Linked DNA regions of Mus musculus: all the other regions are linked to region 3. The links are chromatin contacts, called in public Hi-C and Micro-C maps. All regions are on one chromosome and are shown on one strand. Each heading gives the region's core, a stretch centred on a gene start, on an enhancer-like site or on the middle of the called end of the contact. The rest is flanking DNA. Distances are from core to core; before and after follow the strand shown.

Evidence for each region. A called contact is a pair of places that touch in the nucleus more often than the background predicts.
Region 1: a contact with region 3 is called in a Hi-C map of uterus, with 7 times the contacts expected there. The contact joins two enhancer-like sites. A contact is called at or near these places in 1 of 15 datasets of contacts at CTCF or cohesin (the NIH/3T3 cell line), 5 of 484 Hi-C or Micro-C datasets (CD4 T cells and uterus) and 3 of 115 datasets of contacts at active chromatin or transcription factors (embryonic stem cells, microglia and oligodendrocyte precursor cells).
Region 2: a Micro-C map of muscle stem cells shows a contact between it and region 3, with 3 times the contacts expected there. The contact joins two enhancer-like sites. A contact is called at or near these places in 3 of 39 promoter capture datasets (the 3T3-L1 cell line, embryonic stem cells and liver), 1 of 15 datasets of contacts at CTCF or cohesin (the NIH/3T3 cell line), 4 of 484 Hi-C or Micro-C datasets (muscle stem cells, myocytes and uterus) and 2 of 9 other capture datasets (adipose tissue and liver).

What each region holds. Positions count from the first base shown.
Region 1 is chr3:79,703,729-79,706,817 of GRCm38.p6, reverse strand. Rxfp1 (relaxin/insulin-like family peptide receptor 1) reads left to right here. Exons shown (of 18, transcript NM_212452.2): 2 at 1,106-1,243. Among named protein-coding and RNA genes, the nearest start is that of Rxfp1, 33 kb to the left of the region's middle. Within about 2 kb of position 1,272, at least 15 of the 459 cell types and tissues checked have an H3K27ac peak or open chromatin away from gene starts, as enhancers often do. A contact at or near this core is called in uterus, where this site is marked.
Region 2 is chr3:79,725,382-79,728,282 of GRCm38.p6, reverse strand. The region is part of intron 1 of Rxfp1 (relaxin/insulin-like family peptide receptor 1); the gene reads left to right. Among named protein-coding and RNA genes, the nearest start is that of Rxfp1, 11 kb to the left of the region's middle. Within about 2 kb of position 1,437, at least 4 of the 459 cell types and tissues checked have an H3K27ac peak or open chromatin away from gene starts, as enhancers often do. A contact at or near this core is called in muscle stem cells, where this site is marked.
Region 3 is chr3:79,807,302-79,810,553 of GRCm38.p6, reverse strand. No RefSeq gene overlaps it. Among named protein-coding and RNA genes, the nearest start is that of Gm26420, 26 kb to the left of the region's middle. Within about 2 kb of position 1,588, at least 50 of the 459 cell types and tissues checked have an H3K27ac peak or open chromatin away from gene starts, as enhancers often do. A contact at or near this core is called in muscle stem cells and uterus, where this site is marked.

The sequences.
Region 1 (3,089 bases), core at 23-2,522, 100 kb after region 3:
CAGACCCGGTTCTCAGAAGCCCACCTTACAGATCCCAGCAGTTATGCCACGAGAGCTCAGGTTTCATTTCTTGGTGCGCCTCATTTGGGAATCACTTATTGACTTATTCAGTTGTGTCCTTACAATGGAGAACAGCCCTTGCCAGGACGGCAGCTGGGAGTTAGCCAATGCCCGGCACAGTCTTGCCAGGGCCTCACACTTAGGAACATCCGATACACAAATGAGCAGGTGGCGCTTGCTTCTCCATGCCCTCAAACCAGAGCAGCCTTGATTCTGAGGCCATGGGAAAGACACAGTAAATGCTTGATTTAAAAAAACAAAATGTCTTAGGGTTTTACTGCTGTGAACAGACATCCTGATCAAAGCAACTCTTATAAGGACAGCATTTAATTGGGGCTGGCTGACAGGTTCAGAGGTTCAATCCATTATCATCAAGGCAGGAACATGGCAGCATTCAGGCAGGCATAGTACAGGAGGAGCTGAGAGTTCTACATCTTCATCTGAAGGCTGCTAGCAGAATACTGGCTTCCAGACAGCAAGGATAAAGGTCTTAAAGCCCAAACCCACAGTGACACACCTACTCCAACAGGGCCACACCTTCTAATAGTGTTACTTACTCTCTGGGCTGAGCATATACAAACCATCACACAAAACAAAAACAAACAAACAAACAAACAAACAAAACAACTGAAAGGTTTCTATAGAAGAGAGGAATAGAACTGGAGTTAAATGAACATGCGTTCATTAAAGGGGAAGCTAAGAAAACCTTCCCAGAGTTGGGAGCTGGGAACAAAGTTTAGTGATAGACTACTTGTCCAGCATGAAGTAGGTCATAGGTTCAATCCTCACCACTTTGTCACTCGAAGGAGGGTGAGGACAGTGGACTAAGAAATAGGAGTTGGTAAGAGAACCCTAGGAAAAGAAGCTGGTAAGAGCTCCCTCGTGAGGCAGAGGCACTGGAAAGCAGCTATGGGCCCTGGTGATAGCGATGCCATGTTTCTACACTAACCAGATCAGGGACAAACGTGTGGGAGCATTGATGGGGCCTACTTTGGGTGCTACATTACCCTTTCCAACTGTCGTATTTCTCTCCCTCTGCCCCCAGTCACTCTCGGAAGTGCACAGGATGTCAGTTGTCCCCTCGGCTCCTTCCCCTGTGGGAACATGAGCAGGTGCCTGCCTCAGCTGCTTCACTGCAATGGTGTGGACGACTGCGGGAACCGAGCTGATGAGGACCACTGCGGTGAGTGAGGGGGCTGAGCCCCAGGCAGCAGGGCCTGGCTGCTCTAACCAGACCAAGACTGGAATTCAGCGCTCGCTCGCTCGTGTTGGCACACAGCTGATTTGCCTCAGGATCTACTCGTTTTGGTTTTGTCTGTTTGTTGTTTTGAAGTAAGGTCTACCGTAAAGCCCAGGCTGGTCTGAGCTCACTGAGAAACTCAAACCTCTAAGATGTCCAAGTATGTGGTGGTGTTGTCTCTCCAGGCTAGAGCAGCCTGGAAGGCTCAGGAAGAGCAGCAGAATTTCATCACCATCTGTAGAGTCAGGTGATAAAAACTCAGAACTTGAGTTATTTCTGACTCCCGTTGTTCTCATTTCCTTGGCCAGCTGTGGGTTGTTTGGGTTTTTTTTTTTCTTTTTCTTCTTTTTTGAGTATCTTTATGCTCCCAGGGCTGCTCATTATTAAGACATCCATATGTAAATTCTTGCTAATGCTAATTAAATTAAACCAGAAATTTGGCCTTTTCAGAATATACAAACTTCATGCATATTTGAAGAAGCCATATTAAATATATTTCCAACTGTATAAAATAAAATATATTAGACTATCTAAATGAGATGACTATGCAGTAACTTTTAAAATGATCATTGGCAGTTAAAAGTATATCGTCAAATAAAACATCTTTTTTTTTAGTGGGAGAGAAAGTTTTTCCTTAAGAAAAATTCAAGGTAAAGCTTAACTCAAAACTCCAGCATGCAGGAAGCAGAGGCAGACAGGTCTTTGTGAGCTGGGATCCAGTACGGTCTGTAATTTTAATGGCTGACTAAAACTGTCCCGTTAACAAGATCCAGAATCATCTGGGAGGCAAACCTCTGGGAACAGCTGTGAGGGGGTTTCTAGATGGGGTTAATTGGGGTGAGATCACGTATCCTAAACGTGTAAAGCCCCTTCCTGTGTCTAAATTCGAGACCAGCCTGGACTACAGAGTGAGACAGCCAGGGCTATACAGAGAAACCCTGTCTCAGAAAAAAAAAGGGGTGGGGGAGTGAGATGTATATACAGGACGATCTCTCCCCTAAACATAATTACAATACGACCAGCTGCTCAGACTCCTGCTACACCAAGTTTGGATTGTACCCTCAAATTGTGAGCCAAAAGAAACCCGTCCTTCTTTAATCACTTGTGTTAGACATTTTGTCATAGCAATGAACGTTAAAGGTAACTAATACAGGCTCTAGAGAGATTGGCTTAGTAATTAAGCACACTTGCTGCTCTCCCAGAGGACCAGAGTTTGAGCCTAGCACCTACACCAGAGTCTAAAAACTGCCTGTATTTCCAGCTACAGGAAATCTGCTTTTCTTTCTTGGCCTACATGCACACACATAATTTTTTAAAGTAACTAATACAGAAAATAGGTGCCAGGGAGTGGCATCTTTGCTGTGATTAACATGGCCATGGTTTACAGGTTTTTAAAACTGTTTTGTGGGAGGAATGTGGGACAGTCTGCAGGTGCAGGATTAGGACGTCCTGGGCCACAGTGAGCAGAGTTTAAGTGGCCATTCTTATGGGAAGTTGAAAGATCAGAATGCCAAGGGAAAGACGAACATTGGAGACCCAGCTCCTGAAGTTTTTTGAAAGGACAAGGCTAGAAGTCGTTTTGAAAGAGATTCTGACTTCATTCTGCCTGCGTCCCGACCTTAACTCTGATCAAACCTCTAAGATGTCTGGGTATGTGATGCTGTCTGTCTGTCCATGGCAGAGTGGTTTGGAACATTCAGGAAGGACGGCAGAACTTTATCATCATCTGTAGAGCGAGGTGATAAAAAAAACTAGGAGTTCTAATGAACCCCATTTGCTGAGCAAAGGA
Region 2 (2,901 bases), core at 188-2,687, 82 kb after region 3:
TAGCTCAACCAGAAACCGGGCTGCCTTTCACAGTCCCACAGGGGGCCAAGCATCCAATATATATAATCTTATGGAGACCATTCTCATTCAAATCACCACAGTTGTCCAAAACTGGCTCCCTTTGCTTTATCTTTGTTTACAGCTACCTGCTTTGCATGTAAATTTTATTTTCAATTCCCATTCCCCCGTTTCTGCGTCAGTTTTACTTTGGTATTGTGTGGATTACAATGTCAGGAAGACCTTGGGAGGAGGCATTATTTCACGGGCTCACGTGTTCAGGTGGTTCAGCCCATAGGTGCTTGGTCCCCTGTGCTTGGACGGGATACCATAGGAATGGGACTGTGTATCAGAGCTGCTTCATCGCATCCTTTCAGTCAGCAAGCAGAGATTTAAAAGACTGAATTCCCAGGATAAACTTCAAAGTTCTCCTGTGACATACTTCCTCCAGCCCTGCCTCCCAACACTTCAACAGCCTCCCCCAATAATACCAACACCTGAGGACCAAGCCTCTAAAACACAAACCCAGGGAAGGGCGTTTCATATTGACACCATAAAGAAAACAACATGTGCATTTTATATGCTTTTTCCTTTTTTCTAACAATACTATTCACAGTATTATAAAAATAAAATAGCAAAATACAGAAATGTTACTCTAAATATAGAAAAATCCTAATGGCCAAGGTTTATTAACTTTATTATACAATTTTTTCCAATGAAGTCCCTAAAGCAGTAAGATGCGCAATCCATAATTGGAAGGAGCAAAGAATGATCTGATATGGTAATCTCCTTTCGCTTGGAAGCTGAGCTCTCTGATTAGTCACCGAGGAATGTATTCTACTTTAACATTTGCACTGGGGAAATCACAGCAAGTTTTTAATATGAGTTTTAATATTCTTTATTCTATGTACTTAAGTACACAGACGTGCTAGGTCAATGTCACTGCACTTTGGTTGTTGGTGTGAACTATCGACCTTACTAAAGTTGTAGTACAGCCAGATACATTATTGAAGTTCTAGTTAAAGGACAACGCAAGTAATCTTTAGTTAAACCATGGAAGGTAGTTTAGCCTTGTCTCTCCTAATGCAAGACACAGTTTCAGAGAGATATGTGAACTTGTATAGGTCAAAGGCTCACAAAAATCCTCAGAGTTGAACTCCGAATTCCCAAGTTGGGTGTTTCTTTCTGTTCACCATGCTAACCCCAAAGCCATGCTGTCCAGTTATATGCATGATCTGTCTTTTGTTCGGCCAGTACTCCTGTTCCCATATACAGATGAGCAAGCTGATCCAGCCAGCTTCAGTCAGTTCAGATCTGCCAGGTATTACTCCCCCAGAAGGAGGAGGACGCTACACGAATAGCAGTGGTATAGCATTTTCAAAGTTTCCGGGACAGGGAGGGGCACGGCAGATGTAGGAGATGACAAGTGGCTTATGAAAGGCTGAAACACAAGCTTGAAGAAAGCGGGAGAGGATTGTCGCATACCAGATCGTGAAGGCCTCTGACCACCACGCTCCGGAATTTGGACTGCAGTAAATATTTGAAACAGAAGGTTTTCACAGAATGGTATCAGGAAATGTTTGCCTTAGGAAGTGGCTCTTGTGAGTGAAGAGAAAAATGGGCTAGAATGGGAAGCCCTTACAGACTCCTTGAAAGAGGCATGGCGGCTTCACTGAGTCACTGGAAAAGTAGATCAACCTACTCGTTTGCTGGTCTTACATTTTCGTAGGGCCTCTTTATGTTTTTAATGTATTTTCCTCCTGTAAGAGCGGGATGTAATTGGCCTTGAAAGCTGAAGCTGCACCATTCGAAATGTGCCAGGAACACTCTCACTCTGCACAGTTTTTAATTTCCATAAAAGCTGTATAACTGTAATCATGCGAACTAATTTGTTTGAAGGAAATCTTCAAAATAAAAAAAGGCATCATATAATTCTTACAAGAAATTAATAATGTAGCCAAAGTCTATCTGAAAACAACCTTTTTGTGAATACAGCATACGTTATATGACATTGACTATAGCTTCTGATGTGACTGGACAAAAATACAGATTCATTAGAAGATGTCTGAGCTGCTTCGATATGTTTATGAAGATTAGGGTCTCGCCTTCAGCTGAACCAAGCCATGCTCCTCTAGTGGGTAAACTGCTTGCTGATATGAATGAAAGACACACTTGCAAATTGTGTGCAGGATCTCAAAATGACACAACCAGTAATAAAGTTCACACAGGCAGGCTAAGGAAATTTCCTAAATGGGGAATACACCATTTTACCATTTCTTATAAATAGTACATAACTGTCGTAGCTACTTTTCTTTTTCTGTGTTAAAATACCATGGCATTCCAGAGGATTAGAGTCCATGATGGTGGAGCAAACACAGCAGGTGGCTGGCAGATGGGGCAGCAGTTGAGAGCTCTCATCTCACTCCAACAGGAAGCAGAGAGAGCTAACTGGAAATGGCTGGAGTCCTTTGAAACCTCAAAGCCCACTGTCTTTGTTACCTTTCTACTGTCGTGAGACACTGTGACCAAGGCAACTTATAAAAGGGTTTATTGGGGCTTGCAGTTTCAGAAGATGAACCCAGGAACATCAAGACCAGGAAGATGGCCAAGAATGAGCAGGCACGGTGCTGGAGCACTAGCCGAGGGCCTAATCCTCAAACACAAGCTTGAGGCAGAGATGGAAAGAGGAGAAGAGGGGTGGAGAGAGAGGGAGATAGAGAGAGTACGTACAAGCTGTCTGGGGAGTATGTGGGCTTTTGAAACCTAAAGGTCCACACTTGGTGGCACACATCAAGGCCATAGCCCCTAATTCTTCCCAAACAGTTCTACCAACTAGGGTGAAACTATTCAAATATATGACCCTATGAAAACCATTCTCTTTCAAACCACCACACCCACCCACAG
Region 3 (3,252 bases), core at 339-2,838:
ACTCACACACGATGATACAGTGTATGAAAGCTGTTCTAATGGGAGATCTTTAAGTCCTCTCTAGTCATCACAGAGCAATAGTAGGCCAGCAAGTTGACTCAAGAGAGTAAATTAGATGCTTGCTGCCAAACCTGACAGCCTGAGTTGGACCCTGCGACTCGCACAGAAGAGGGATTGGACTAGAGAAAGCATACAACGATTCGTGCACTGTTAAGAATGGTACATACATTCATGTCCATAAATAATGGGAAAGATAAACAAATTGCAATATGCTTGCCAACTATGATGGAATAACAAAAACAAGAAATAAGCCACCAACACAGGCATGGAAGTGTTTTATCTTGAAAACTATTAGACAAGATGGGAGGAAAAAGAAAGAACCTCTCATGCTTATCAGACTGCGCATCGTTCTCTCATGTAAACTACAAGGAGTCAACTGGGGAGCTAAATTGATGGCTTAGCACTGGCTGATCCTCCAAAGGTCCTGAGTTAAACTCCCAGCACACACACAGATGCTAACAACGGTCTATAACTGTAGTCTCATGGGATTTGGTGCCTTTTTCTGGTGTACAGACATACATACAGGAAAAACACGCTCATATACATAAATAAGGCAAGGACTCGATAAATGGCTCAGGGGTTAAGAGCACTGACTGCTTTTCCAGAGGTCACAAGCTCAATTCGCAGCAACCACGTGGGGGCTCACAACCGTCTGTAATGGGATCTGATGCCCTCTTCTGGTGTGTCTGAAGATAGCGACAGTGGACTCACATGCATAAAATAAATCTTTTTTTAAATAAATAAATAAATAAATCTTTTTTTAAGTCAGATTTTCTACTTGATTCTCTTATTTGCTGCTCACTAAATTCCATGTGTGTTATTCTCCTGAGGATCAAATAGGCATCTGCTGACAAGATGTCCTAGCCCTCAAGAGGACAGCTTGGGTCTCAGCCTAATAGAATTATCCATGTCTTCCTTGGAGTCACTGCCAAAGATGAAAAAGCTTATAAAACTAGAGCTCCTCTAAGATGAGACTTTCAACTTTAATGACTGGAAAATTCAATCAAATGCTTAAAGTCAGTTATTCTCATAACATCAGGAACCTGATTGCACAACTTTAATCTTTGAGGACTAGTAATCATTCATATGGAAAAATGCAGTTTCACACTTGGCCACCAGAGGGGAGTGTGTGCCTGCTTGATAATTTGGGATCAGCTCAGAAACCGCACACATCCTCTGCCAGCCCCATCTCTCTCCTGAAACTATCCTCACCATCTCTCTCCTGCAACTATCCTCGTTCACATATATGACCCGTGGATGACTGTACCAAGAGCGTTCATGTGTGAAATCACTACTGTTTCATTTATGTCCCAGCTGTGCCTCTAACTCTCCATCTGTCTCTCAATGGTGTTTTTCATTGTCCTTTTATTGGTGTTTGGACTTCATCATGTAGTTTCCTATAAGGTGGAAACATCACAAATAAACTTGTGTTAGAAGTATGGAAGCGCAGAGTGTGTCCTTGTCGAATGCCACCAACAGCTGGGGCACAGCTACGCCACACCGTTCCCTGATCACATGGCAGTGACTCTCCACTGACTCATCAGGCTGCACAGCCTCGGTTCTCTCAGAGATGCACTAGTAATTCTTTAGCCTAATTAGACATTTCAGGTCACAGAGACCTGGAACTATTTGCCCTGTTATTTTTGAAGGCCTTTTTCCAATCAGAGCCTGAAATGTTTCCCCAGTGGGCTCATTAAGTCAAGCACTTGCTGTAACTACACGACCAGTGAATGTGGAATCTTACAGACTTAACTCTCCCTGGCAGACTGGTCTGAGAAGGTATGTCACCGTCCCTCTCTCCTGGGTATGGAATTATACTGGGCAAAGGTGATGTGCGGCCATGAGACTGTGTTTGTTTCGGTTCTGAAACACCTAGTGGAAAATCACAACACAAGACAGAAAGTTGGAGATGGCTGAAATCTCATCACAAGGCAAGATGCTTTGCAGAACTGCCTCCTTTACAGGCTTAGAGACATGCCCTGCCTTGCATTGGGGCACTTTATTCTTCCACACTCCCAAAGCTTAAAAGTAATATTCCCTGTGTAGCGAGCGTCTTGGCAATATATCTGTTCACCTCAACATAAGAGAGGGACATATTTCTTAACTCTGAGGTGAGGGAACATCAAATCAGTCTCACTGGATTCCAGCAGTTGTGTGTGCATCCTGTGGGGAGGTGGGAAACACAGGGAAGTTTCATATTGGATGCTTGCACGGCAGAGAGACTTTCTGTGAGCAGCAGACCACACACGCCTCCTGATTTCTTGTAAGTGTATCCGTTTTCAATGACTGATGCAACAATTGTAGATGTCCAATCACCTATGATTAACCTTAATATTGCATAGTGCTGTTTTGTTTTGTTTTGTTTTGTTTTGTTTTGTTTTGTTTTGTTGGGTTTTTTTTCCAGAGCAGATATTGTTCCAAGGCTACAGAGCCAATATAATTTTCTCAGCTTGTGTGCAGTCTTCCCTGGCTCCCTTCCTTAGCTCCCTAACTCTGTTCATCCAAGAACACACTTCGAGAAGCCCATCAAGGGGCCCCATTCCTAGGCAACACCCTTGCCTACAAGAACACACAAACAAAAACTGCTCTATTTATGGGTTGGGGTTCAAAACTCTCACGAAGAAAACTCTTCCAAGAATGAGAGTTTGACCTTTTCTGCAGGATTCTTATGGTGCCTATCAGTTCTGTCTGGGCTGAACATCAATTTCATTAAATTAGGTTTGCATATGGTTTCAACAGACAAGTTTGTCTTCAAAACAACAGCAAAGATACAAGGAAAAATTAAATACCACTTATTATCTTCCAATAACTCAATTTCTATTTTCTCATACAGTCTTAGAGACTGTTTTTAGTATTTCCCTACCAAAATTGAAGGACATCATTAATATCTTTGTGTTTATCTTACACACTTGATGTGAATGTTCACAATACGTGCTTAGACATGGTGAGAGAGGTACACATTGAAAGTTTGGATTGATGCTGTCAAAATGCTCCACAAAAACATTGTAACTAAGTTTGAGCCCTTCTTTTTTTAAATTTTTTTCTTAGATATTTTCTTCATTTACATTTCAAATGCTATCCCAAAAGTCCCCTATACCCTCCCCTCCGCCATGCTCCCCAACCCACCCACTCCCACTTCTTGGCCCTGGCATTCCCCTGTACTGGGGCATATAAAGTTTGCAAGACCAAGGG